Linked DNA regions of Mus musculus: region 2 is linked to region 1. A link is a contact called in public Hi-C data. All regions are on one chromosome and are shown on one strand. The core of a region is the stretch at or near the end of the contact, and the rest is flanking DNA. Distances in the headings are between cores, read along the strand shown. Region 1 overlaps Ccdc171 (coiled-coil domain containing 171). Region 2 has its middle 46 kb from the start of Cntln.

Region 1 (7,477 bases), core at 2,399-4,898:
TCCCACAGCCCTGAGAGCCAAAGCAAGACAGGCTTCATCGCCTTCCCAGAGGGGGAGTGGAAGCTCATGATGCACACGGACTGGCCAAGGTGCTTACGTTACAGAGTCAGGACCCCAATCCAGGGATTCCGTCTCTCCACATGATCTCTCTAATACCTTGATGCCCTGCTCCCTAGAAAATGGGATTGTTCTGTCCTTTCCAAATGCCATGCTGTTATGAAACTAACTACCATCCTAATCAACATGATGTTGTAGCATATTCCGGGATAAACAGCAGACTGCAGCCTCGAGGCTGCCAATCCCCAGAGTCTGGTTTCTTCGTGGACACTGAGTCATCTTATACTTCACCCAGGAACATAAACCAAATAGTAAAGAAAACTGTTTCAGACATGCCAAATGCACGTCAAAGTCACCCTAAGATGGACCAGCTCAGGAATCCATGGTACAGAAGAAGAAATTGATATTAAGCAGGAAGCGCTAAGAACTCTGGGAAATGGTGATTGCGGGACAGAAGCCCAGTCGCACTGTTGACACCCCAAGAACAGTAACCACATTGACTCTTTCCAAAGCATAAAGCTGTGTCCCACGAGAAGGACAGTGGTTGAACAAACGAGTAAAACTTTCTGTTACAAGCAACCTATGTTCAGCAAGAAGGCTTCAATCAGCTCCACAGCGGGGCACACAGCCTCCTCAAATTCCCTTTCATATACCCACTCTGCTTAGATTTTAACTTCTTCCTAATTATTTTTTCTTTAAGAAAAGAAATGACACAATTAGGAAGATTACTTTGTAAATCATACCCATTTTAAAGCACTCCTAGCATCACGTAGTGCTAGTTCGGGGCACTGATATCTTTCGCTCCCACGGATGACACAATTCAGGAAGTGCGCGCGCAGCAAGCACAGAGCTATGGGGGTCTGCAGAACTGCAGCAGAAGCTACAGTGAACCCATTCTTCGCTCTCCTGTGTCATTTTTTTTTCTTTCAAAAGATAAGGACAGATGAAATGTCCCAGTGGGAGTGTGGGGGATTAAACCTCCGATCTGAACAACAACCCACACAGTGAGGAGCCAAGTATCACATGCATTAAGTATTTCTTAAAGCATAAACTGAGCAGTGTTTAACAGACAGTTTCTGGTTAGTGGTCTGCAAGACTGCATTTTATCAGTGAAGTTAAAGAAAGGTGCCTTATCATAACAAATCATTTGCGATAAAAGAGAAAACCTAAAGGGAAAGGGTAGCCTACAACCTTGTAAAGCTGGTACTTAGAAACAAAAAAGGAACTAAGTGTTGCTGGGTTAAAAATAGTGCTTACAAAATAGTAGGTACGCCCTTGTTATCATTTACATATGGAAGTGCAATATATACAAGTGATATTTGGTTATGAGTTTGTATTTATGGCTTACATAACAAGGAAGGTTTAAAGGTTAACTCTGGCTGTCTGGATGCCAAATTTCAGATGATCTTAATTTTCTTTTAGATTCATTAGGGTGTAATTTTTGTCAGGATCATGTACAGCTTTCCTAATTGTTTTAAAAACCCAGTATTTGATGTTAGCAAATTTTCTAACAAATTGTATTATTTGGGACAAATGTCACTATATATGCAGGTATAATAATACTGTTATAAGATTACAATGTACGTTATAAAACTAATGTACTGGGACAATAAAATGTTTAATCTGAAATATTTTATTTTAAAAAGTAGTGCTTGTTATATTTAACACGATTTTCACTCGACATGGCTCGTTTTCATGTTTAAGAAGGTAATAGCTCTCTGAAAATTCATGTATGCAGATGGGATGACACGAAGAGAAAAGTATCAAGATGGCTCAGTCTTATAAATGAAATTGTCTAACATCTCTTAATTTCTAAGAATGCCAAAAACGCAGAAGTTTCTTGCAGAGCAATTAGTAGGCTGAGGCACTAACATCATCAAGAGAGCCCGTGGGAAGTCGGCCACAGATAACCACAGCTCGTCTATTCTCGGGCAGGTTAGGTCTGGGTACCATTTCTTTCCCCTTTCTTCAAATAAAAAAATTTAAAAGGTTTCCTTCAGAATGTTCTTTATCAATATCAATTTTAAAAGTATCTCAAAGGAATGTAAAAATAATGGTATCCTGAAAGTCATGAGCAAAAGCCCTGTGAGAAAGGCTTGCTATGACCTTCTGGTTTAGGAGCAATTAGAGCATTACTGCATTCACAGGGAAAATCTTTATAAATAAAAGGTTTCACATGGAGACTCTCTAATGAAGTACTCATAAACACATATTTATGAAATGTACTACATTTCCAGAGGTAGTTATTATACACTAAGTCTTAAAACAGTTTCATTAGACAGATGGAAAGATTCGCAGTTTTTATACAGTATGAGCCTAGACATAAGACATGAGAACCAAGTCATTTAGGAGCATGCACAACTGTGACAGAAGCCGAGTCCTGGTGACCCTGGCAAGCGTCTGGAATTCCTTCACCCAAGTGTATTGTGAGCTTCCTGGACTCTGAGCTCTGAGCTCTCAGGTGGCAGCCATCAGCAAGGCTAAGTTCCTGAGCACTTGGGGCGTTCCTGTTTGTGGACATCTGCCAAATTCTCCGCGGTTACACTATCTGTTACCACCCAGGAGTGTGAGCCTACTCGGCCATCGTACTAACACCGAGTTGGGAACGTCTTCTTTCTAGAGATGAAGGGACCAAAATAGAAAAGTCATGAAACATACTTAGTTAGCCCTCTTCTGGATTTCTATTCCTCTGTGTTTTCTACACAAATGAAATTGCATTTTATAGGAAGACCCTACTTCAATTCTTTCTTTTTGTCATCTTAAAGTACAAACCCACACAAGCCCGTGAACAATGCTTTGCAGAAAGTATACAGCATGCATGACTAAGAGCAGAGCGGCCTGGTGATGCTGCTCATTAGACGTCTGGTCTATTAACATCTTCCTTCCTCTCGATGGACTTTAGCCCCTCATAAAACAGCACCCATTGCTGGCGGGCAGCACGCTAAGACGGAAGCAGAGAGCTGGCCACTCACAGACCCTGCAGAGATTCAGCGAGGCTGTGCCGCACACAGCAAACACTTCATCACACGTCAGCTACAGTTGGCGTTTGGTGTCTGTCTGCTTCTTATCACTGAATGGTAACGGAGTGAAATGTTTATTGGTCACTTGTCAATATTCGCTAGATATTGCCAGCATTACAGATCAAAGTTACTTAAAGACATCCTCGGGAGTGTAAGACGATAAAGGTCAGGTATTGCCTTCAGAGAGTTGAGCAGAAAGTTTTCATCACTGGGTCCTCTGCATTCATGCTGGCCATTTCTGTTAAAGCTTCGGTCTGTAGGGTTTGATTTTTCTCAGCATTACAGTAAAAGCTTGAAAGGCTATTAATTGGAATATGAAAACATGGTCTTAAACGTGCCATAGGCTCCACTGAGGCCATGACCCCCCTGGAAAACTCACCTGACATAAAAAGTGAACAGGAAGTTAAGGCAGACTGTACTTGGTAAAGGACTTAAAGCGCTAGAAGAAACTATGAAGAAAGGATCCTAAGGAACCATTCCTCGAAATGAAACATATAAACACCTTATAGCAGTGAAAGGAGCGCCTGTTGCTCCCCCACCCTCGCGGGGCTTCAGCGGGATGGGATGACGTCACCGGCCCTGCCTGCTTCCGCCACACACTCTCTGTTCGCTGCCTCCTTCGTTCCTGTTACAGGCCTGGAAAACCGCTACATTCCACTTTGTAAAACAGAAACCGGGGCACAAAGCTAGCATTTCTACTGGTACATCAAAAATATACCTGCGCTCTAGTTTTTTTTTTTTTTTTTCTAGTACTATTCACAAAAGTGAAGATACAGAATCAACCTAGGGTTCCACAACAAATAAATGGATCAACCGCATAGTTTATATACATGGTAGAGTATTGTTAGCCAATAAAATGCAATATCCTGTCAATAATAATACTCATAAATAGAAAGGGTTAATGTCCTGGCAACACAGATGAACCTGGAGGGCATTATGTTCAGTGAGGGAAGTCAGGCACAGCCAGCCAAAGCCACATGTTTTCACTCCTGTGTGGCAGTTAAATGAGATGCTTTCGGTAGGGAGGGAATAGTGATTTTTGCCAGACCTGGGAAGTTAAGAGGAGTGGGTGCCAAAGTTCTGTAGCACGGGGCAGTGGATGGAGTTTCTAGTCCTTCACTATGTATGTCCAAATCACTAGAAGAAAGGATTCTGACGTTCCCGACACAAGCAGTAGTGTCTGAGGTGATGGCATGTTCCTCATTGTCCTTATTCGATCATTACTTACTGCTACTTATTGCATATATGCATGAAAATATTATACTACAGAAGTATACATAATCACTATGTGCCAATTATAAGTTTTTTAAATATAAAATTCCTAAAAATATGGAGCTATAGTGAGCACACACATTATCCTGTACAAAGTTGAAAGCACATTTTTCATATTATTTGGTGATTGAACAGGAAAACGTATCTGTGAATTTGTCTATGATATAGCATACACTATGGCCCACGCAGATGTCTAATGAGTATCTTCTAAGTGGTATGAAAACATAAGTTTCCAAGGTTTTACTCCTCTCAGTGTCACATAGGCTGTTTAACTCCTCAGTGTCAGACTGACCACTTCGGCTTTGCAGTCAGCTACTTTGAGACTTAAATTTGTTCTACCACCTACTAGATTCTGATCTGAGGAGAATTACCTGCTGTGGGTGTTGTTTTCCAATTTTAAAATGGAGATACTGCCACTTGTTTGACAGTCCCATTAGAGAGCTCTGTGAGTTGACAGGGGCTGGCACATGGAAAGTTCGCTGAAATGGAAGCTGCCATCAGCGGCAGCGGCTGGGGCAGTGGCGGCAGCAGCTGCAGCAGCAGCGGCAGCAGCAGCCACAGCAGCAGCACCAATTTTATTGTTTCCTACTTTCCTAACTACCTGTTTATTACTAAGCTACAATGCACCCTATGGATCTCCTCAGAAAACTCACCTGAGCATTTAGGAATATGACAACACATACAACCATTGGCAGAGTTGAACAAAAGTCCCTGGCATGTCTCTCTTGCTAGTCCTTAGCTCACAACCACAGAGAATTCATGTTTTCATCCCCCAAAGTATTACTATTACTATTATTAGTATTCTAAGTTTCCTTCTAAACCAACAAAATCTAGTTTGGGGAAAATCTTTATTCGTGAATTTTGATAAGAGGCAACCCTTGGAAGAACAAATCTAGGACACCAAATAAAGGATTCTTTTACACTTATTCGAAAAATCTCAAATCATATTGTATTCATATCTGTAATAAATTGATGAATACTGATAATCAAATTTAAAACACATTTAATCGTGTAAATAACGGTAAAGCCTATAAAAGAAAATAAAAATGTTTGATGCCTAGTTATATAAATATATTCTAGATTTTTTTTAAAAAGTTATAAACATTTTTTGCAGAGCATAACAGAGGCTCTAATAACAGGATAAATTAGGGTGTAGAATATTGAAAAGTTAATACAGATCATGAACTAACACTTATTTTATACAAAATTAAGATTCCACATGGTCATAAACTAAAGAAAGAAAAAGATTATTTTAAGCTATTAAATATTAAAAGCGAGTTTTTAAAAAAACATTTCCTTTTGAATATATTGGGCGATCGAGAGAACTGTTAAATGAGGACAGTCTTTTATGAAATCAGGCTTTCTGTAATTCCATAGTGCTGATGATTTTTTTAAATGGAGGCTTTGGGCACTAAGAGAAAGATAAAGTATTTGCTGAATTTTGTATTTTCCAATTTACAATGTAATATGAACTTTAAGAAAATATGATCACAGAATGCAGTCGTGCTAGAACAGGATAGCTACAACATTTGAAAATGAATCCTTCTGAAAATAACTTCCTGAATTACTCTTAAAGTTATTCAAGGTTTCATAAGTTGATGTTTTGAGCTTTAAAATGAAATGGCCCTGTTTACACACTGTAGTACAATGCTCTATGAAACTTAAGTATTAAAAGGTAAAAGGACTCTTTAATACAAAATACAGTTGGACTTTAGGTTTTTCTAAAATTAAAATGTGGATTTTTTTGGAATTAACGTGAAAATTTTTCAGATATCTCCTTTAAAACTCTATATGTAAAGGGACTTATTTTAAAACAACAAACACAACAGATAGATTTGGCTTGAAAAGATAACAGCCTAATGTCTTACCAGCTTCCACTGAGAGGAAAGTGGGTCTTTTAATATTGGACTTTGACATAAACACATACTTTTCTTTGTAAAATGCTTTTCTGCATTATTTTAATTGGCTAGTCCTGGCTTTGAAGAAACGTGTTTTTATGCTACGTGATAGAAAGCATTTATTTGCATCTCATCTAAATTATTCACAATACTCCAAGGCTTCCATTCTCTCCCAGTTAGTACAATTTATTTTTCTACACATTTCAGTGGCAAGCAATGTTATTTAGGCTCTAACCTGGCATGCCACCACCTCTGGCCCACCCTGGAGCCCCTCCATTGCAAAGGTCTCCAGGTGCAGTTTGGGTAGCTGCAGGGTGAAGTCATTCCTAGTTGCTGCAGTCCGTGACAGTGAGATCTGATCTCTGACCTAAAGGGGGGAAAAAAAACAGCATCAATGGTAATTCCCCTTCAGACACATTAACTGGGATGAACTGGGTCCCCTTGAGCCCACTGAGTGGACTTGCATTGATCGCTGGACCTGAAATCCATGAATAAATTTAGGACTAATTGATTTTTCGTTGCAAATAAATCTCTAATTCAGAGTGCTGGGGGAGAATGTTAAGAAGAAAAAGCATCCTCCTGCTTGAAATGAAGAGGGGAGACGAGGCACAGAAGCCTTCTGATCAAGGCGCTTTGAATTATTCCTTCACAGCTCCACTCGGAAAATGGGGGGGGTGGGGGGGGACACAAAATCAAAAGCAAGCTGCAATCCCCTATTATCACTCTCTTAAAAGCGTGTTTAACTGACATTAGATCATGCATGTTGTACATGATAGTTACTAGGGACTGGGTTTTGAAAAGAAACTTCACTAGCACAGACTCTGGAATAAGAACAAATACACTCAACACAAAAGGGGACTTCAAAATACACAAGTACAGGGTTTGCTCGGCCTGCTCGGTGTTCCAAAACTGTAGGACTTAATTAAACTTAAGCCTGAGCAATAAACTCATGGAAACCGGCTTGGTCACAAAACCTCTAAATAAGATAACGGAAATAAAATCAGTAGCATTTGTACTAGAGTTTAAGTATTCAGAAAGGTAAGGACACAAGCTTGTACAGACGGAGTTCTAATTCCAAGCTCCTGTGGGCAGTTGATATCACACTGCCACCTTCTGGACAAATCAGCACACGCACAGCAAATACAAAGAAACTCCAGCACTTAGTCTTAGGAATTCTGTACTCAGGTTTGCATTTGAGATAAAGTTCTCGCTTTTCATCAGTCAGCTGAG
Region 2 (7,477 bases), core at 2,585-5,084, 1.0 Mb before region 1:
TGAGACACCATATATGATTCTGTCACACTGAGGCTCTAAAGTCTAATGCCCTGGACTTCTGAATTCTTTTTTCCAATCATCTCAAATCATCTAATTAAATAAGACATCATCTTCTGCTGTTTGCTTGGTGTTTTGGCTCCTGCATTTAGTCACTGAATCCTGTCTTCCTGTCACTCTCCCTAGGGAAATTTTAGTCACTGAATCCTGTCTTCCTGTCACTCTCCCTAGGGAAATTTTACTACCGCTGGTCACTCTATGGTTCCCAATCTGTGGGTCAAGACCTCTTTGGGAATCGTATATCAGATACTTGCATCACAATTTATAGCAGTAGCAAAATTATATTTGTAAAGTAGCAATGAAATAATTTAATGATGGGGGGTCACCATAAAACGAGGAACTGCATTTAAGGGTCACAGCTTAAGGAAGGCTAAAAAACCACTGTTCCACAGAATATCCTGCCTCCCTCCCTTCGCCTGAAACATCCAAGACAATTTATCTTCCTAACTTATTCCTCTGTGAGGCCTTCCAAAATTATCCACCATTTTCAGCCACAGCCTCACACTCATGCCCACTGCCTCAGAACTAAGCACTCTCCTTTATAATAACCCCAGAGCTCCAGGCATGGTTATTAACGCCGCTAAACCCAGCAGATGTGTAGGATCCAGAATAATGAGTGATACCCACCCAGCTCCTTCACGTCTGACTCTGTTCTCACACACACACTTTAAGCCAGGATGCTGTGAGATCGGGTGTGTCACTACCTGTCACTATTTGTTCCTTGTTTCTTCTCCATGCCAATGGCATCAAGGGTTAGATCTTAGACTAATAAGAGTCACATTCCTAAGAAAGATGGCCCTGCTCCCCTTAATTTTCCTGACGTCCTTTATTTAGCAATTTAGGTTCTGAGTTCAAAGGCTTTCCCTTCTGTGTAACTGAAAGCAACATTCTGATTAAGCAATCAATTAGTAAGCGGGTTTATTTTTTTTTTAAATTAACCCCTAAATTTGTGTCCAACATTGCACTATAAATGCTAAAGAAGGATTTTCAAACTGCATGGAAACCCATAAGGAGATCAACTGAGTGTCATAAAATCAACTGGGTAGGTCACAACTAGCATTTAAAAAGAAGGACGTCAGATCATATGATATGCGTATTACTGGATCTAAATGTCATTTGTATTTTTTAGGGGTAGGTCCCAGTTTACAAAACAAACAAACAAACAAACAATATTCTAGACAGCATAGAAGAATACATGCTTATTTCTTTGTGTGCAGAAATATGAAACTTGTGCACAGGAAAGCGAATGATTCTGTTCTTATCTAACTCAGCTCTGGTTACAGGCAGGTTTGCCTGTGAGTTTGATCAAAGACCTTTGATAGGTAATGTGGTACTGTGGCTGAGACTATTACAAGTGATTAGAATAGGGATTCTGTGTGAAGAGAATTTTACTAAAAAAAATAAAAAATAACTGACAACTAATAATTGAATGGAGTGCTTAGGTGTTTACATAAAGACTCCAAAACAAGATTTGCTACAACGGATTCCATGAGTCGGCGACATCCATGATCTACTGTAACGAAACTCAAGAACTGCAGTGACTACGGGTTCTAACTGGCCCACCCACCCAGGCCCACCACATCTCAGCCTTGACGGATGCTTCCTTTCCTCAAATACCCTCACTGTCATTTCCCACAGTTTCTTTAATCGAATGCCACTAGTAGCATATAGCACCACCACTGACCGTTTACCTCCATGTTATCTATAGGATGGTCACCCTACAGTGACATCATTTGATAGTATCTTGACTTTTTTTTTCTATCACTGGGTCTAGAACAGGCCCAGGCACAGCCTACATTCCGTAAATACTCACTGAACACATAACAGCCAAAATATCTCTAGATTATCTGGATGCTACAAATTCTTTCCTATTTTGGAATAGCATTAGGGCAATTGAAGTTTGGGTAACAACGGATTTTTACTCTTGCTGGTCTATATTTCCTTGGAAGTGCATAAATAAATAATCTTATCTAAAATGAGTAGTGAGGTTTTGCTTCAGAGGACTAAGCTTGGGCTTTGTTCCTCTCGCCTCTTGGACACGTACCCTTCCCTAATGCCAAAGTGCCTCTTCATTTCCCACATGCAAAAGCAGTACTGCATCTTCACCCTTCCCTGACAGGATGGGTAGGCTGAACCGAGGAATAAGCTGCTAACGATAAAATGAACACGATCACGCACACCTGAAAGAACCGTCCTTCAAGTGATTTAAGCTAATCATTTAACAGAGTGATAATCAAGATAACTTACCTTCATTTTAAATTTTCAGAGTTCATTTCCTTTTGAGCTCTTTGGCAGTCAAAACACTTGTGAGCAGTAGGTGGGAACTCCTAGGAAATGTGCATTGTGCCAATCAGGCCTGACTTTGAAAGTAATTTCTGGGAAGGACCCAAACCAACCGTGGGTGTTGGAACAGGGACCTCTGCTTTCTGCTGTGTGTGGCAATGTTCACCAACATCAAATTACTTGATCTGCAGAAACTTCCTATGGCTAGGCCAAGCTAGTAATCACCACCACAAACAGGCATTTTAAGTGATTTAATGTGATTTCTGCCCTATCACACAGCTGGTAGCAGAACACAGACTAGATTTCAGGTTTATAATTTCATACATTTCTCCTAAAATATATTTTATTCAAATTCAAACAATAAGTAAAGACTTTATAAGGCTCCCGTATATCCATCCCATAATCAGCCTCCAAACACTGACACCATTGCACGAATCAGCAAGATTTTGCTGAAAGGACCCTGATATAGCTGTCTCTTGTGAGGCTATGCCAGTGCCTGGCAAACACAGAAGTGGATGCTCACAGTCAGCTGTTTAATGGATCACAGGGCCCCCAATGGAGGAGCTAGAGAAAGTACTCAAGGAGCTAAAGGGGTCGGCAACCCTATAGTTGGAACAACAATATGAACTAACCAGTACCCCGGAGCTCGTGTCTCTAGCTGCATATGTAGCAGAAGGTAGCCTATTCGGCCATCATTGGGAAGAGAGGCCCCTTGGTCTTGAAAACTTTATATGCCCCAGTACAGGGGAATGCCAGGGCCAAGAAGTGGGAGTGGGGGGAGGGGAGTGGAGGGTGGGCTGGGGGACTTTTGGGATAGAATTTGAAATGTAAATGAAGAAAATACCTAATTAAAAAAAATAAAATAAAAATAAGGCACCCATATAGCTGTTGTTTGCAAGGTTTGCACGGGTGTATTTTATAGTGTGGTGATAACGAAGAGGTCAGAATTCCACATCTTTCTCCTTTTCCTTTTTGAGGTTGATTCTGCTCTCCAAAAGCCTGCCAGCTTGGCAAGCTAGAGCAGGAGAGAAACCTGCAGGTCCACCCCGTGGCAGGCAGGCCAGCATCCTCTCTCCAGGCCAACAGGCCATTCTACTAATGGGCTTTTGTATTTCATAATTAAATAAAGAAGTCATGTAATGAATGTTCACCTCTTTACTTGATGGAATTTTGGTCTCTTGAGCTACCTAAGGTATGTGTGTCATAAATAAAATTCTAAATATATTTTAAAAGCCTGTAACATATGTTTGAAGTAGAAGTCGAATTCCCTTTGAGAGAGAGAGAGAGAGAGAGAGAGAGAGTAGAGAGAGAGAGAAGACCTGAGAAATTTAAGGGGAAATTTAAGGAATTTGTGTGTGTTGTTGTTTTTCAAAAGAGAAATAAAACTCTGGTGGTTTCTTCTCCCCTGGTTTCTGCTTTGACAGTTGTGGGTGTGGCAGCCAGTATCCCCTCATCACTATGACTCATACTCATTTATGGAGTCAACAAAAAGTGCCATCCCAGGAAGCTCTCCTTCAGAATACCTCTGTCTCTGGAGCCAGTTGCCACATTACAATCATGACAACAAATGGACTGATGGCAGCATCTGCTTAATCTGACATTTGTCCAGTGTCACCGCTGCACTGTCCTTAACTGAGACTATTTATTTGATGTGGTCTAGTTTCTTCATTTCCTAGTTACCAAAACGAGCTTAATTTAATCAACCCCGACTGGAAAGCTGTCAGTCTTCACGGCTCCTCATCTTATCTTTGATGCTTAAAGAACATATGAACCAAATATTGTCTTAATCTAAATGGTTGGATTTTTCTGATGTCATATTAATATTCCAAGACTGTTTCGGCTGTTTGTTAAAAACCAAGAACATTACAGAGTTTCTAAAGTTTCTAGGAAATGAAAAATAAATACTAGCTGATATTTGTGACATACATTTTATGCAAATGGAAGAAGCCAGTCAGCAAAATTATAAACTCTTTTGTAAATTCCTGAGTGAATTCAGAAGATATTTAACATACTAACCAGTTAATATTATGTTCTCTGTGAATTAGAAATAATCTTAATCCTACAGATGAAAGATGAATAGTTCTACAAGAACCCACTTTCCACTTTGTACCTCTAATAATAATTGTGTTTTAGTAAGGAACTAGAGATGATTTTCCTATGATAGGAGAAAAACATCATTGACCTTTCATAATAAAAATTTGTAAAATGCTGTAAAACAAAGAAAATCAGGTTTGTCTGTCCTTCGAGGATTCAGGTGCCGAACAGACTCCCTGGTTAGTTCTACTTACCATTTGGACAGTTTTCAAGTGCCATATTTGAATCTATTTGTGATGTAATCATTGTAAGATTGGTGCATTGTCTAGTCATTGATATTCAAGGACCATTTGCAAAACGATGTTCAAACATAGTGGACGTATTATTACAACCACTCCTTTTTAGTATGTGATCATATACACGGACATCACAAAACCCAATATTGCCATCCACACTGGTTGTTCAATAAAACCTAATTATGTGTATAGAAGCCCATTCTATAGCTACTCTGCCCTCCACAAGAGCCTTAGAATAAGTGTGTGGCCAATGTTGCCCTCTAGTGGTTAGCATACCCAGGTGAGTCGGAGTACCCGAGATTCCCCTCCTGAGTTGTATATGAGACAGCCAGGGAGACAAACTTGGAAGCTGGTAACAGAAACCTTAATAAAGCATATGTGATATAATTTGAGTGGTAAAAACTGTTTTCATTATTATAACACTGTATTTGATCTCTACCAAGGCTATACTCAGCACAAAGAGTAGCTGGACTGAATTGTTGTGGTTAAAAAGAAACTTTTGTGGAATGTTCTGAGAGTTATAAATAATATTTTATTGTTTTGATATTCATGTACTTTGTGAATTCTCATTTTCATTGCATGAAAGCATATTGCTCAACTGCAATCTTCATCCTCTGTGTGCTCTTATTGCAGAAGAACCTTCTGCCTTCCTTCTGGTCCTTTCTCACTCACGGCCAGTGGTTAGCATGGGCTCCAGTGCTATCCCTTCTCTCTGCATGACTAACGCCATGTTTCTGGTTCAGGGATAAGTATCCATATACCTTAAGATAGACAGAAATGGAAATAGGCTTCCCTCGTGGCGACTTTCTTCTCTTACTAGAATAACCTATCACTGTGGTTCTTAACCTGTGGGCCATGACCCCTTTGGGTGCCCTTTCACAGGGTCATATCAGACCACCAGAAAACACAGAGATTTGCATTATAATTCCTAACCGTAGCAACATTATAGCTACGAAGTAGCAATAGAAATATTTTTCTGGGTGGGGGTCACCACAACATGAGGAACTGTAGGAAATGGTCACAGCATTAGGAAGGCTGAGAACACTGCTCTGGCATTTCTTCCCCTTCTCCACATTGTCTATTCTTCATCACACACAAAGCCACAATGAGCACAGCTCAGACTGAAGTCAGTGGATCTACCTGCCACTATGTTGTAGGAAGCTAAGCTGTATGCACGCTTCACCATTTAGCATTTGCTTTCTGAAGTCAAGATGGAACTAAAGTTAGACACTATTCAAAACTTAAAAAGTTAAAGGGGGGCTAGAGTATTGTCACTAATAAAGCTGAGAGTAGTGACACATGTACAGGCTCCAATATTATTAACAACATTGGCAAGAAGTTGGCATTGAGATATGCCCTGGCAAGGGCTGTGTGCCCTCCAGCTGCACTAGCCGTAACTCAGGAGAATCTAATTTACATTACTCAGCATTAGACCTGGAAAGACCTAGCTCATCCATCAATGGTCCAGACACCAGCAGCATTTGAGGTGTAATTTGAAGTTGATGAACATTTGCTGTCTAGGAGATAAGGCTATTTTCTCTCTATACAAAAGAATTTGCACCTGTCTGTGACAGTCAGAGCCAATTATGGGTAAAGCTCTAATTTGTTTATGGTCTAGACTCCTAAGACAATAATTCCCAGCTGCATTACTTTTCATCCTCAACAGCCAGAGGTTCCCTGGCCATGTAAAGGCCTCCTGAAGGTCACTATACACATGTACCCAGTGCCATAGATTTAATGTCTGTGTCTTCTATGCCTCATTTCTCAGTCTTACTCCTACCTTGAATACTCTATTCACTAGCCATCACCTACGAAGCAACTTGCTTCTCTCACTCTTGGGTGATAGATAATGGTGATAAGTTAATAAAATAAATTATATTCAGCATTGCTGGAGTCATTTTTAAAAATGCACATAGTTCTCGTTGTACAAATACACCACAATGGGATATGATCTTTAAAGAAATTTTTATTTAAAAGTAACTGTCAATGATAAAATTTCAAGTAAAACTTCATGGAATAGATATTTCTCAACAAATAAGTGTCTTAGATTTTTCAAATCACACCTATCTTTAAACTGCTCAATCTTTATTTAAAGAGCTCTACTCTTATATAGCTAGCCATTCATAAAATACTCGTCCTAAACCATAGATATTTAAGTCTACGGGCTTAAGTGATCAAAATCTAAGTGTGATATCACTACTTCTCCAGAACGACTTAAATTATTATGTCAGATTACTGCTAATAACCTGAAATTACTAATCTCCAATTATATCCAGAAAGAATGTGAGAAAGCTTGATCTTTCACACACTGAAGTGCAAGTTGGTACAGCCACTTTGATTGGGCAGCAGAAAGTGAAGTCTAATCCACCCAGCGTTTCCACTCTCAGGCAGACACCTAACACAAATGCTTGTGCTCAGGCAAAAGGCCTTCTAGAATGTTCAGAACAATGCTGATTGCAAAAATCAAAAATTAAAACAGCATGTTGGCCTGTACAAGGGAACAAGGGAGCAAGTGCCATACATTCAGGTAGTGAAATAGATAGATAGATAGATAGATAGATAGATAGATAGATACATACATACATACATACATAGATACATAGATACATAGATAAATCAAAAACCATGGCAGAAGAAAAAGAAGGGAGAATATGCTACAGGGATCAATTTACACAAAACCAAGCAAAAGCCAAGTATACTGTTAGAAAGCCAGAGTCTGTTTACTGGATGGGGCAAGAAACGGGAAGAATGAGAGAGGGTTCAGTCATTATCATTCTATCTTGATATTTTCTTTGGTTTGGATTTTG

What was found. A called contact is a pair of places that touch in the nucleus more often than the background predicts.
Region 2: a contact with region 1 is called in a Hi-C map of the N1E-115 cell line, with 20 times the contacts expected there. The contact joins two enhancer-like sites. A contact is called at or near these places in 2 of 39 promoter capture datasets (cranial neural crest and second pharyngeal arch cranial neural crest), 1 of 15 datasets of contacts at CTCF or cohesin (the NIH/3T3 cell line), 9 of 484 Hi-C or Micro-C datasets (the N1E-115 cell line, cerebellar granule neurons, cerebellum and 3 more) and 2 of 9 other capture datasets (embryonic tail and embryonic trunk).

The regions. Positions count from the first base shown.
Region 1 is chr4:83,794,337-83,801,813 of GRCm38.p6, reverse strand. Ccdc171 (coiled-coil domain containing 171) reads right to left here. Exons shown (of 26, transcript NM_001355378.1): 24 at 6,483-6,614. Among named protein-coding and RNA genes, the nearest start is that of Gm42309, 44 kb to the left of the region's middle. Within about 2 kb of position 3,648, at least 12 of the 459 cell types and tissues checked have an H3K27ac peak or open chromatin away from gene starts, as enhancers often do. A contact at or near this core is called in the N1E-115 cell line, where this site is marked.
Region 2 is chr4:84,834,633-84,842,109 of GRCm38.p6, reverse strand. No RefSeq gene overlaps it. Among named protein-coding and RNA genes, the nearest start is that of Cntln, 46 kb to the left of the region's middle. Within about 2 kb of position 3,834, at least 3 of the 459 cell types and tissues checked have an H3K27ac peak or open chromatin away from gene starts, as enhancers often do. A contact at or near this core is called in the N1E-115 cell line, where this site is marked.